2 separate regions of the Mus musculus genome follow, and region 1 is linked to region 2. The links are chromatin contacts, called in public HiChIP or PLAC-seq maps. All regions are on one chromosome and are shown on one strand. The core of a region is the stretch at or near the end of the contact, and the rest is flanking DNA. Distances in the headings are between cores, read along the strand shown. Region 1 overlaps Camk2d (calcium/calmodulin-dependent protein kinase II, delta). Region 2 overlaps Arsj (arylsulfatase J).

Region 1 (6,798 bases), core at 504-3,003, 300 kb after region 2:
TGGAGAAATGGAGAGCAGTTAGCTCAGCAGAAATGAAATTCAAATAGGTAAAAGATCCAAATCCACTACAGAAGATGAGAGGATGCCAGAAAACAAGCCAAGAACAAAACTACCTTGGAAGAGAAGAAAATGGAATTGCCAAAATGGAGAATCAGAACAGGGAATGATGGGTGCTGGTTATCAGACTTGATCGAAACATCAAACCTTCTTTTCTAATATGAGAAACAATATTTAAAAGTTACCTTTACCAATAAAAATTGGTAATTGTTACTATTTTTCCTGGGTGATGGTCTTTATGCTGAAGTGTATTATAAAGCCAAAGCTTAGCATTTTTAGTTCAGTCATTATCATAGGAACTCAAATAATTCCATGGATTTCTGCTGGATGGATTTTCTTCTCCTTATTGCCTTTAAAAATATTACATTTAGCCGGGTGTGATGGCGCACGCCTTTAATCCCAGCACTCAGGAGGCAGAGGCATGCGGATTTCTGAGTTCTAGGCCAGCCTGGTCTACAGAGTGAGTTCCAGGACAGCCAGGGCTACACAGAGAAACCCTGTCTCGAAAAACCAAAAAAAAAAAAAAATTACATTTATTTATTCATACATTCATGTCTGTGTGACAGAGTGGTTGGGAGTTCGTGTGTGCTGGTTAGCGGACTACTTGGAGGAACTAATTCTCTCCTTCTATCCTGTGGATCCCAAGAACCAAACTTAGTGCATCAGCCTTGAACACTACTGCCTTTACTCACCTAACTGTCTTGTGAGCCATTCATGGCTTTCTGTGCTGAAGTTTGAAAGGACTGAAGATGTTGTCATAGTCACTGTTCTATTGCTGCAAAGAGATGCCACGACCATAGCAATGCTTGTAAAAGAAATCATTGAATTAGGGCTGGCTTACAATTTTAGAGGTTTTCTTCATCATCTTCATGGCAGGGAGCATGGCAGCATGTAACAGACATAGTTCTGGAGACATTGAGAGTTAAACTTTTAACCTGCAGGCAGTAGGAAAGGAAGAGAAACTGTAGGCCAGGCTTGAGCTTTGGAAACCCAGAAGCCCACCCTCCAGTGACACACTTCCTCCAACAAGGCCACGCCTACTCCAACAAGGCCACACCCCTAATTCCTCTCAAGTAGCACCAACAAACATTCAAATGACCAAACATTCAAGTATATGAGCCTATTGGGAGGGAACATTACTATTCAAACCACCATAGATGCATACAGCAATATTAAAAACATTATGAAATTATATAACATCTATGAATTCTATTAATAACAGGGTATGTTTTATCATATGCAAAGTCTATATATGATTTATATACATGCATCCCATAATATATATATGTTTGTAAATGTAAAGGTTCTTTGTGTGTATATACAAATGAATATGCAAAAGGCTTGAGTGGAACAAAGAGTGATGTTTATGGGGAAAAAGATCACTCTAGAAGTGCATCTTCAAGCCTTAAGTAACATGTTTAATTATAACAAAATATAATCTTTTTATTATTGCCTATGTATTACTCAATTTTTGAGTTTTTAAATTCAAACAGTGCTTGGTGTTAATCCATAGATAACGAACAAGCAAACTATTTAATTTATTTTATTTTGCCTTGGAATGGAAAACTGTCAGGTGATTAGTAAATGAACACATCAGATTTAACTGGGAGTTGTTCAAAATAACTGGTACAGTCTGGAGCTGTATCATTGGCCAAAGTGAGGCGATGAGCAAGGACAGCATCTGCTGAGTCCTGCTTGGACAAGGAGAGAGAGAGTGACTCACCTATGAGTCCAGCCTCAGCAGGCTCTGGAATTAGCGACTGAGCCATCACTGCTTCCCCTAGGAGAGAAAGCTCCTCCACCCCCATCCCCCATGTTGTGTGTTTCTCTGAGATGGCCAAAATCCTGTCAAGGAACCTCTTGCTTTCCTCCATAAGCCACACATAGTCCCTTTGGCTACAAATCCTTAGTTAAACCAGAAGCAAAAGCAAGAAAGAGAAACTAGGAGACTAGAGAGGAAACATTAGAGGGGGAAATCAGCCCAGCATAGAATAGGAAGGATATGAGGAGGCCTCCCCTGGTATGGTCTGGGGTAACTATCAGCTTTTGTTTGATTCTGTTTGTGTATGCTAATGTGGCTTTTTCCACTTCAGTTGTTATTCATATGGAACCAGTGCTGTGGCTGTAAAGCAGGAGGCAGAGCCCTGAAATCAAGTGTGTAGGTTTGACCTGCCCTTCTGCCGATTACTTCTACTCCAATTTTGAGCAGTCTGCTTTGCTTCTTGGAACCTTAATTTTGTTGATTGTTTTGACCAAAATAACAATATCACACATTGTCCAGAAGAATTAAATAGCTCTGTTGGTGTAAACTTTGCCAAAGAAGTATTTGAGGGAGAATAGCACTTGATAAGTGTTACTGTAGTTTAAAAATTCTGAGTTCTATGGAAACAAACACAGTTTTGAATTGTATCGACTTCTTTCCTATCATACTGTTTCAGAGAAGAAGGGGTGGGAGCGGATGCAATTGTGTATGATGAAGCAACTGGGGGTAAGCTGAAAGAGATCAGGGAGTCTAGAGGATGAAAAACACCTTCCTAACTAGTACCTAATAAACCACAGTGCTCATGACTGGTCTTGAAGTATGCATGCATTTCTATGGATGGAGCAACAGTGACAGTCAAGATTTGCTTTCATTAGATGAGAATAAGTAGGCTCTTTGCTTACTCACCCTTTCGCTGCTTCATCAGAATTAGGAGGCTTGTTATAAAAGCACATGCCTATACAGGATTTTCTGCCCTGATCATCAGGACCCGGGAAGAAGCCCAGGAACATCTGTCCTCTGTCCTCTCCAGACCTCCAACTTACACAGTCGCCCTGTGTGAGTCCCCTAACTCAGTCTGTCATGCCCATCTTTAGTCCACGTGTATTAGCACGTGGTAGGAATAAAGGACATGTCCAGGTAACATAAATACCAAGAAACAAGTTAGATACCTGCTTTTGTCAGTGCATTTTGTCTGTGCCCTTGTTTTATATGCATTTAACGGTAGTAATAAAAACGAAAATTGCATTCTTTATCCCCAAGTGGTCCCATTTCAAACCATGAGTGCTTTCAACAGCAGCTAATAGGTTGGGTTTTCCTGCTGGCAGTGTTCCTAGAGAATGTTGGATCCGGGAAAAGTTATCAGGAGAATCCTACTCTGTAAAGGAGATGAGTTTCCTTTATAGATGTAAATGAGTGTGATGTCACCTATTGTGGGTTTTGTCTCATCATAATGCCACTACAGGGCATTTCACAGTAGCATTAAAGAAGAATTCTTGCTTGTTATTCCAGGAAATTATTTATTCTGATTTTAATTTCTCTAAGGGAATTATTTTTATCACCGAGAGCAGTATCAGTTATATTAGAATATTTTAGATTAATTTCTTACATGAAACCTACCAAAACTTGATAATGGAGGCTTTTATTCGGCTGATGATTCCGTTCTCATTGCTGTGCATCCTGTGCAGGCTGCATATCAGAGTGTACACAGGGAAGTCACAGCCCTGGGAAATTCTCATCAAAAACCAGTGGTTCATCCGAACGAAGTGGGTGGAGCTTCAAGGTGACAGTTCAGAGAAAATTTAGCATGCAGCAATTTAAAATTAGAAGCCCTTGATGAAAGATGAGACCTGTTTTAAGCCACTTGGTGAGCCCCACCTTTTAAAGGCAAGATTGGACTCCAGAGGGCTGCTGAACAGTCACGGGAGGACAGTCTGTCTCCTCCCATTCGGTGTGTGTGACTGTGTTAAATAAAGCTGTGACCTCTGATTATCACCCGGGCATTTCCACTGGCAGAGTGCCATGGAATAGCACATATTTGTCAAGCAGTAGGGGCTGGATTCAGAGACTGTCTGAGCTTCTAACACTGCCTACTGTGTATACTGTAAATACAGTAAAAGCGACATTTTACCTGGGTAGCAGGTAAGCGAAATCGCTGTGATTCCTGGGCATCACTGCTCTTTCACACATTACCTGTTTCATGAAGTCCGTGCCTGTTACTTAAATGATCATGTGACCAGGCAATGGGGAGAAGAAATATCATCTAGTTTCTTATAATCACCCATGTATATAAGATTCATGCTACTATTTAAGGGAAGGTCTTTCTTTCTTTCTTTCTTTCTTTCTTTCTTTCTTTCTTTCTTTCTTCCTTTCTTTCTTTCTTTCTGTCTGTCTTTCTCTCTTTCTCTCTTTCTTTCTGTCTTTCTCTCTTTCTTTCTCTTTCTCTTTCTTTCTTTCTTTCTTTCTTTCTTTCTTTTTTCTTTCTTTCTTTTGTTTTTTGTTTTGTTTTGTTTTTTCGAGACAGGGTTTCTCTGTATAGCCCTGACTGTCCTGGAACTCACTTTGTAGACCAGGCTGGCCTCGAACTCAGAAATCCACCTGCCTCGGGTTCTTATTTCTAACAATTTTATTTCTTTATCTAGATGCTTACATGTGACTAAATGTGGCCTAGTGCATATATGTGGAGGGCAAAGGACATGTATATGTGGCAGTCAATTCTTTTCTTCTACCATGTTGCCCAGGGTTAGAGATATAGAAGTCAGTTCACGGTGCTTAGTGGCAAGCACCTTTCCTGGCTGAGCCATCTTGCCAGCCCAGATTTTGTTGTTGCTGTTGTTCTTTGTTTAAGGTAATAATATACTAAATATATTGTACTAAAGTGTTGGCTTCTGTCTTAAAAGTGCAAGGAGGGATATATAAAATATGTGACTTTGAAAAAATGTTTAGTTACGAATTTTCTGTCTTGATCACCTGTAATGACAGCACAACAACATATTATTCAAAGTTCACAGGAATCGTCACTAGTCTATGCATATTGTGCCTCAATAAATGAAGGTGGAAAGATGGCTGAGTTAAAGAAAAATCAGTAGGAGACAGAAGTATGTGTCTTAGATTTAAATGCTTTTATTTACTTAATGACTCATAAGCAAATGCCCTTCCTGCCCCATGTTAACTCATGGAAAATAAATCTCATTCCTACCCCAGAAGGGGCCACTCTGGACATCATGTGACTCCAAACGCTGGACACGGATTATTGGAGCAAATGGGGACCTGGGTAGCCTGAATGATAATCAAGACAAGGACTAAGATTTTATGGACTTAGGAACAGAAAAAAAAAATACATATCCATGTAATAATGCTGAAATGGAAGCTACAGAAAAGTGTTATGCAAAAGAAGCACACCATAAGGAAGGGAGAACAAGGCGGTCTTTAGGAAAGCCCAGCAAAGCCCTGCATTTTCATGTAAGAAGAAGGGAGACTGTGCTCTGGTCACTTCCAGAATTCTCAGGACCTGAGCTAAACGTGGATCTGAATTCTCTGAGTTGCCCTTATGAATCCACTCTTGCTACTTTTTTATATCTGGCAGGAGTTCTAGTTTTCATGTAAAGAACAGAAAAAAGAATGTCTTTTACATTTTTTCCTAAATGTTCATTTCTAAAAGAATGAATTAACATTTGATATTTTTAATCAAACTTTATAGGCTATGCTAGTTACCTTTCTGTTATTCTGATAAAATGTCGTAGCTTAGTCAGCTTACAGACAGAAACCTTTATTTGGGCTTAACACCTCAGAGGAACAGGAGACTGTCAAGGCAGGGTAGCTTGACCACAGAAAAGCACTGGCTGCTAGAGAAACAAACTAGGAGCTCACTTCTTAAGCCAAAAGCACAAGCAGAGAGCTATCTGAAAGGGTCAGAAGTCTTTAAACTTTTCAATGCTTACCTCCAGTGATGTACTTCCTCTAGTAGGGCTTAAATCTCCCAAACAGCACCATCAACCAAGGAGCCCAGTATCCAAATGCCCAGGACTATTGGGGACATCTCATTCAAACTGCCACACAGGCCAGTGTTTCTGTGGTTAGTGTCATCCCCTTTATTCCTAAATTACAAGGCTCTAGCAAGGGAAAGAATAAACTTTCACAGAGGTCTAAGCTAATTTTTCCAGCTCTTTCCACATGAAGTAGACTCTACTTGTAATCATATGTTAAAGTAAACAGTTATTGGTCCCTTGTATTTCTGAAATACCTGAGCCTGATAGTCAATATAAAGATGTCAAGTAATATGGTTGGAATCTATCCATCAGAATTAAATAAAAAATAAAATTAAAAACATTAGGGTGTGTGTAAGTAAGAAGGGGAAGGGAAAAGATGTGGGGGACATCATAATGTGCCAGTCACAGGGCACCTTACTGAAGTCAGTTTTCTCTCATATCACCAAATGAGTTCTTGGGATGGAACTCAGTTCCTGAGACTTGGCAGCGAGCACCTTTACCCACGGAACCATCTCACTGGTGCGAATGATAAAGTTAACAGATGCAGCCCTCTCATGGACATCTGAGATGTTCCGCTCCGTAGCAAGAAAGCCGACGTGAGAGTTAGCTGTCTCACGGCTGTGTCTCACTGGGGACTGCTTTCTTCGTAGTTTGATCTTAATGTCAGTACTTCTGGTTATGTATGTCAGCTAAGAGACACAGAGTGATGCTGCTAATGTTTGTACTTGGCGGACCCTGGTGACCCAGTGTTGGAGGACAGAACTGTGTCCACACCCAAAGAGAAGGAGATAAGTAGTTAGTAAATCACCAAGCAAATCCACAGAAATAAATTTTGATTATATAATTATTAAGAGACCCGTGAGATTCAGAAAATGACAAGATAGGGATGGATGACTTAAAAGGCTGAGTACCATGGGGCATCAGGAGCAGAGGTGCACTACAGGTGCAGGCTTGAGAGTAGTCTCAGTAAGGGGCAACAGGAAGGCCACTGTA
Region 2 (7,367 bases), core at 2,725-5,224:
TACAGAAACCTTTCTATTTTTGGAGAAGCAGAAACTTCTTAACTCCATAGTGACTCTGGACTCTGATTTATCTGCCAACTCTTCCCCATCTTCTGAATGAAGCAGATGCCTCTTGGTTTACTACTGACTCTGGACTGTCATTTATCTGCTAACATCTTCCCCATCTTCAGTTTTCTCTCTTCTCTCTTCTCTCCTCTCTCCTCCTCTCTTTTTACCTCTCTCCCCTCCACAAACATTTTTATAAGCATCATTTCCTTTGTTTCTACCCCTTGATGAGAAATAATCAATTTAATTACAAAGGCTTGAAATCTTTAACCTTTTAAGGAATTAAATATGCATTCAGATCAATATATGGTGTATGTATGATAATTATTTAATTAATAACATAGTCCTGTGAATTATTGGTAAAATTTTACAAATACATGCTTTGTTCCTTTCAATTCTTTTCAAGTTTACATTGGTAGGCCTTTCTCAATTTTTTATGTACAAAACTAGTGATCTGACATAGGATAGTTATGGATCCTCAGCGAGACCAAAATTATCAAGAACAATGATAACACCCTCTGAATTGTGAAATGTCTTTAGGAGTTTCTCCATTTTCAGTTCCCACAACTGAGGTTGATGTGAAATGCTGACTGCTAATGCTAAATGGAGTGACCGGCAGATGCAAATGCAGCTTGGCAGAGTGAGATGAGGTCAGCACCGGCCCTACTCCCTCATCAGCACCCATATGCATTTAACACTCAGGAACTCACGCTTGCATCGCACTGCCTACTAAGCATTGAAACACACCAAAGTACATATGACATCACTGTGGACAATTGTTGCTTTGGGGAGCATTTTATGGGATGTGTGTGTGTGTGTGTTCTACTAGGTCTATGTGTGTACATATTTGTGTAGCTCCGTGATTCAGCCAAACTTCTCACCAGCTAGCTCCAGAGATCTGCCTGTCCCCACCAGTGCTAGGTTACATATATAGGCCACCATGATTATCTTTTTTTTCCTTTGTGTGTTCTGAGGTTCTAAACTCAGGTCTTCATTTTATTTACTGAGTCATAAAATAAATAACTTTAATAACTAATATATATATATATATATAATTTATTTTGAAAATTAATAAACTCAAATCAGCTCTGTACAACAACAAATTTACAAAAATTTAAAAATATAATCATCTTCTTACATCTTCTTTCAAATAATGGCAAAAAAATGATGGCCGTAATTTTTCTGAGTGAGTTTCCTATTATGTTTTATAAGCAAGCATAATGTCACAGCAACTTATGGTATTACAGTGCTTAGTAACCTTAAAGAACTGAAATAAAATTCTTGCGAAGGAACTAGCCCAAGCTTGGGCTTTCTCTCTTACTTTTCTTTTTTGCAATTTAGTTGAGTCCAAGAATACCTTCATTTTTGACCTAAATTTTTTAATAGCCTTTGTGTTTGTGTTCTATTTTAAAAGTTATTTTGAACATAGCCAATAACTGCAGTCAATTCTGTTTTCAAGTATCATCAATTAACAGGTGCAAGTGGACTCACAGTAACCCCATATGTTTAATATGATAATAACTGGTTCTGGGGGTAATCCCTTGGGAAAATGTCTAGGGAAAATGCTGGAAATTAGCTTCCTTGTCATTTTAATACAGTATAGAAAGGTCACTCTGCTTTCCTAGACTACATTCTAAGCAATTTACTGAGGGATGGGGTGGAGGAAGGGGGTTGGGGAAGGGAGACACTGGCAAACAGAAGTGCTCTTACTTCCTGTGGAACTAGAAGAACAACCTCCTGCTCTAGCTATAGACACTGAGTTTGGTTTCTGCATCAGAAACCATTTCCTTTTTCACAGAGATCCAATGGGTTGGGGAATGAAGCGTGAAATATTGGTTGACAAGCTACCCCAGGGATTTTTGCTTATTTCTGCCTGTGTTCTAGAACACTGGTGTTAGTTTGAGATACATAATCTCAGGATATGATTCAGAAGCTAGTGTGAATGCTCTAATTCTGTGAATTATTCTCTATATTAGTAGCACTCTGTCATGTAATTAAAACACTACATTTATTTTAATTAAATTTTATAAGGATTTTTGAAAGACTTTGAGATAAGGGGTAAATCTTACTTTCCTAAGTATTGAAAATTCTCTTCAACTGTTAAACATGAAGCCACTTAAAACTTTGGAAATAGAATAGAGCTACTCAATTGATTATATTTAATTTAGGGTTGAGTTGATCTTGACAGAAACTTTATTTAACTTAAGAATCATTTGTATGAAGAATGTCTCTTTTATCCTGCCTTGACAAAATGTTTACTCTTTCCTCAAAGGTATCAGATACACACGGGACTTCAGCATTCTATCATTAGACCTACCCAACCCAACTGTCTACCTCTGGACAATGCAACCCTACCTCAGAAGCTAAAGGAGGTCGGCTATTCAACCCATATGGTTGGGAAGTGGCACTTGGGATTTTACAGAAAAGACTGCATGCCCACCAAGAGAGGATTTGATACCTTTTTTGGCTCTCTTTTGGGAAGTGGTGATTATTATACACACTACAAATGTGACAGTCCTGGGGTGTGTGGCTATGACTTGTACGAAAACGACAATGCAGCTTGGGACTATGACAATGGCATCTATTCAACACAGATGTACACGCAGAGAGTGCAGCAAATCTTAGCCACCCATGATCCCACAAAACCTCTATTTTTATATGTGGCTTACCAAGCTGTCCACTCACCACTTCAAGCCCCTGGCAGGTACTTTGAACACTACAGATCCATTATCAACATAAACAGGAGGAGGTACGCAGCCATGCTCTCCTGCTTGGATGAAGCAATCCACAATGTGACCCTGGCCCTAAAGAGGTATGGTTTCTATAACAATAGCATTATCATTTACTCCTCAGATAATGGTGGGCAGCCCACAGCAGGAGGAAGTAACTGGCCACTCAGAGGCAGCAAAGGAACATATTGGGAAGGAGGCATCCGGGCAGTTGGCTTTGTGCATAGCCCACTTCTAAAAAACAAGGGAACGGTATGTAAGGAACTTGTGCACATCACCGATTGGTACCCAACCTTGATTTCACTGGCTGAAGGACAGATTGATGAAGACATTCAGCTAGATGGATACGATATCTGGGAGACCATAAGCGAAGGTCTTCGTTCACCCCGAGTGGATATTTTGCACAACATTGACCCCATTTACACCAAGGCGAAAAATGGCTCCTGGGCAGCAGGCTATGGGATCTGGAACACTGCAATCCAGTCGGCCATCCGGGTACAACACTGGAAACTGCTCACAGGCAATCCTGGCTACAGTGACTGGGTCCCCCCTCAGGCTTTCAGCAATCTGGGCCCAAACCGGTGGCACAATGAAAGGATTACCTTGTCAACTGGCAAGAGTATCTGGCTTTTCAACATCACGGCTGATCCGTATGAGAGGGTGGACCTATCCAGCAGGTATCCAGGCATCGTGAAGAAGCTGCTGCGGAGACTGTCACAATTCAACAAGACTGCCGTGCCTGTCAGGTACCCCCCGAAGGATCCCAGAAGCAACCCTAGGCTCAACGGAGGAGTCTGGGGTCCGTGGTATAAAGAGGAAAACAAGAAAAAGAAGTCAAACAAAACCAAGGCTAAGAAAATGCAAAAGAAAAAAAGTAAGGCAAGGATGAGGAAGCAGTTGGCAGCTCACTCCTCAATAAAATGCCACCCAAGTGTTGCCACTGGCTAAATGCAAAACTTTCTGCCTTGGTTAAACTTAGACTGCCTGGTTTCTAGGTAATTCAAAGAAATTGGCTCAGAAATACCTCGGCCAACCGCCTCGGGCTTGTTTTCACATTGCTCTGTGCCAGAGACTTCTGGTACCTGGCTACCACATGGACAAAACTACCCTCCTGTGTGCCAAAGGCTATGCTTCTGCAGGCCACACAGGGAGGAGGACACAGTTATTTATTTATCCCTAGTCTGTGTAAACCGTGATGAATCATGAGTGAGTTGACCAAACAGAATGCTTTGAATCCCTTGAATCACGAGAGGAACTGTGACCCACCGTGTACTTGAGTGCAGGGTAATTACAGGGTAACATGATAAAAAGATGACTTTTGATGCCGTCAGAGGTTGTATCCTCTCAAAGGTCTAAAAGCTGTACTTCTAAATAAAAAAAAAAATAGTATGTATCACATGAAACTTGGGCTTTTAAGCTAATTCTATTTTGTATTGCAGTCTCCTGTTCTCTGAGAAAAAGCTGCTTCTCTTCGTGGACAGCTTGTATCTCATCTTATCCTGCTTAAAGAAACGGCAGATAGTGTCTGAACATTGCCAGAAATGAATGTAACTACGTCCCAAACACTTTGATAGAACAAGAATTTCAATATAAAGTGCCTAATTTATTTCTCAAAAGAGTTACACAAGTGATTTTAATTATTTTATTTTTAGGTTCTACGTTAGAATTTTATTTCAATTCTTTAAGGTTACTAAGTTATGTAATACCATAAGTTACTGTAAAATTTTTGTTCATAAAATATAAGAGGAAACTCATTCAGAAAAATTACAGCCATCATATTTTACCATTATTTAGATGTTAGAAGATGAATATATTTTTTAAATTTTGTAAATTTGTTGTTATACAGAGTTGATTTGACTTTACTGTCTCCAACATAAACTATTTATGTATGTTAATTATTAAAGTGATTTATTTTATGGCATTAGTGTGGCTTTCCTGATTTAATTTTTAGACATCCAGAAATAATCATATTATTCATTTTGACAAATAAAAATCTTTTTATTGTTTTTAGGTGCCCAGGCTAAACTTGAACTTATGATTATGAATATATACATAATTTGCCTAAAAACAGGCAACTATCTTTGCAAATAGGCACTAGAAGAGGTAGTGTACTAACATAGTCATAAATAAAGATTTTGCAAATGAAGAGATTTCTCCCCATGTGGTCACTGCACTGAGAACAGTGTCCTGTTATTGATAAATAATATCTATGATGACCCTGCTCTTTTATATAGTACAGAGTAGGGGAAAAATAGAAATGGAACATACAGATTATATGAGGCCTAGTTTAAGATCTGCTGTGGAACATGAGAGGATTAAAGGATGATGCTCTGATGATGGAGCTAATCACAGGGCCATGGAGCTGCAAGTGTCCTGGCATGAAGCTTTCTTGGCCATGTTCTCTCTTAATGCAGAAGGCATGAAGCCACACTTGAAGAGCCACAGGCAGCAGGAACTGTGGTTAAGAGCCACCATCAGACAGGGGTGATGGAGGAGTTGGGCAGGGCCTGCATCATTTACCATGCAAATATAAGAAAACAGAGGCTGCCCTCTGTGGTTCTGAGAACCCGTGGATGCATCTTCGAGCTAGCGCTGAAACTGCACTAAAATGGGCCAGATGAGTAAAAAAATGCTTAATTTTACTATTTTTGTTTCTAAAGAGTAATGCTCCATTTTGCTATATAGCATTTCCTGAAGTTTTGTCTTATAGAAACAGTGTCAATACAGGCCTTTCTTGGTAGAATGCAAAATGGTGTTGTGACTTCCATAATATAAGGTTTTGTTATAGTACAGCTATTTAGAAGAACAATAGGTTTTTTAAAAATCCTTGGTTGATCCACACATGTTGGTGCACACCTTTAATCCCATAACTTGGGAAGTAGAGGCCAGTGGATCTCCCTGAGTTCAAAACCTGCCTAGTCTATATAGCAATTTTCAGGCCAGACAGGATTATAGAGACCCTGGGAGAAAAACAAAAAGAAACAAAAACATTAAAACATTAACTAATGCATACTTTTTCAAAGCCCACTTGGCATTATAATTACAAGAGATGAGAATTTCTACATAGCCTTTTGCCATTTATTTTATCATAAAAATTCTTCTTTATAATTCATTATATTGGACTAGGATTCTGGCAGAATGTAAAATTGCTACTACAAGCATAGAATCTTACCATGCAATTTTCTATATGTTCCTTAATGGCAGAGGGACCAAAAAAGGATCAAAGAGGTAAATTAAGATTGTGAATTCTAACCCATATGGGAGCCCAGTTACCTATTGTGGTGGGATTATTTGTTCTCCATAAATAACCATAAATTCTTAATACTGAATATAAGCCAAAAGTTTCCTGACAGGAAATGGCTCTAGAATTATCTGTTGCTACTTTGAAAATACATTTATTTATTCTTTGTAGGGTTTGTCTATGTAGGCAATGTATTCTGATCACCCTACCCACTCCCACAGAACTTCTTTTCCCAATAAGTCTCCCTCCTGCCCTTTGCCCATGGTCCTGGGTGGGCTAATGAAGAAAAGGCTCAGTGTCTCACTCTTTGGAAATTTAAAAGAATGAACAAAATTGTTTCCCAAGCACTCTCAACAAATCACTGTGCATCCCCAGATGGCTCAGAAGGGATGCACCTTCTAACCTACTCCAGCTCTGTACCCCATTGCCTGTTCCCTTCTGGCTAAGGCTCCGGATGCATTTCTCTGCTGCCTTTGGCTTTCTCAAGAATAAACTAGGTCATTTAGGACTTCTGATCCTTTCTTGAGGATGACCCTAGAAATCCCCACTCGCTTTGCCAGGAAATAATTTGTGGAGGTGGCTATTTGGACAGGATGGGAATGGAGATTAAGAATGGTGTCTTCAAACAAACAAACAAAAATTACAAAACAGTTTTGTATGAAGAACTTTACAGTCTGGAACCACAGAGCTCTTACCTGTCTAGTCTGCTGCAAAAACTCATTTCATCTGTATTTATGAATATACTCACATTTCTCACTTTCCTAAATATTGATGAATATTATAATTTTCTTGATCAAGATTCCATTAAAAATCTTAACTGGAAAGCTGTGCCACAGAAAGTTGAATAATTATAGTTAATATATTTTACATTTTGATTCTCCAAGGAATTTGCCTTCAGGATTGGTTCTTCTTCTTTGTAATACTCATAAGTATGTAAATTGTGACTGTGTAGTAGCTGACAGGAAGAAATTGCCTAACCCAGCAAACAAATCCGCACATGATAAGCCAGTAGCTATTTTGTTTCTTAAGGGTTTAAAAAACACATCACAATATTCATTTATTTAACAGCTGTTTACAATGGTTTGCCTTTTTGTAGGTTACTTTCTAGCCAAGGACTTTCTAGCCAAATAAGTACTCAATAAATAAAAAAACAAAATCAAACAAGAACAGGTTAGTTAGGTGCTGAACAGAAAACTCATATAAAAGACATAAAGATTACGTGTGTGCCACCACGTCCGGCCTTCCTTTTTACTTTTAAACAAGGTCTCATATAGCCCAGGATGTCCAAATGCACTTAACTAAACTATAAAAGGATGACGGTTCAGTTACAGTTCTATTGCAATGAAGAGACT

What was found. HiChIP or PLAC-seq counts read pairs in DNA pulled down with a chosen protein or histone mark.
Region 1: a FOXA1 HiChIP or PLAC-seq map of pancreatic cancer cells shows a contact between it and region 2. The contact joins two enhancer-like sites.

Annotation. Positions count from the first base shown.
Region 1 is chr3:126,742,823-126,749,620 of GRCm38.p6, forward strand. All of the region lies in intron 4 of Camk2d (calcium/calmodulin-dependent protein kinase II, delta), which reads left to right. Among named protein-coding and RNA genes, the nearest start is that of Gm15551, 77 kb to the left of the region's middle. Within about 2 kb of position 1,754, at least 46 of the 459 cell types and tissues checked have an H3K27ac peak or open chromatin away from gene starts, as enhancers often do. A contact at or near this core is called in pancreatic cancer cells, where this site is marked.
Region 2 is chr3:126,435,682-126,443,048 of GRCm38.p6, forward strand. It overlaps Arsj (arylsulfatase J), which reads left to right. Exons shown (of 2, transcript NM_173451.3): 2 at 2,318-4,693. The coding sequence ends at 3,722. Among named protein-coding and RNA genes, the nearest start is that of Gm46823, 29 kb to the right of the region's middle. Within about 2 kb of position 3,975, at least 21 of the 459 cell types and tissues checked have an H3K27ac peak or open chromatin away from gene starts, as enhancers often do. A contact at or near this core is called in pancreatic cancer cells, where this site is marked.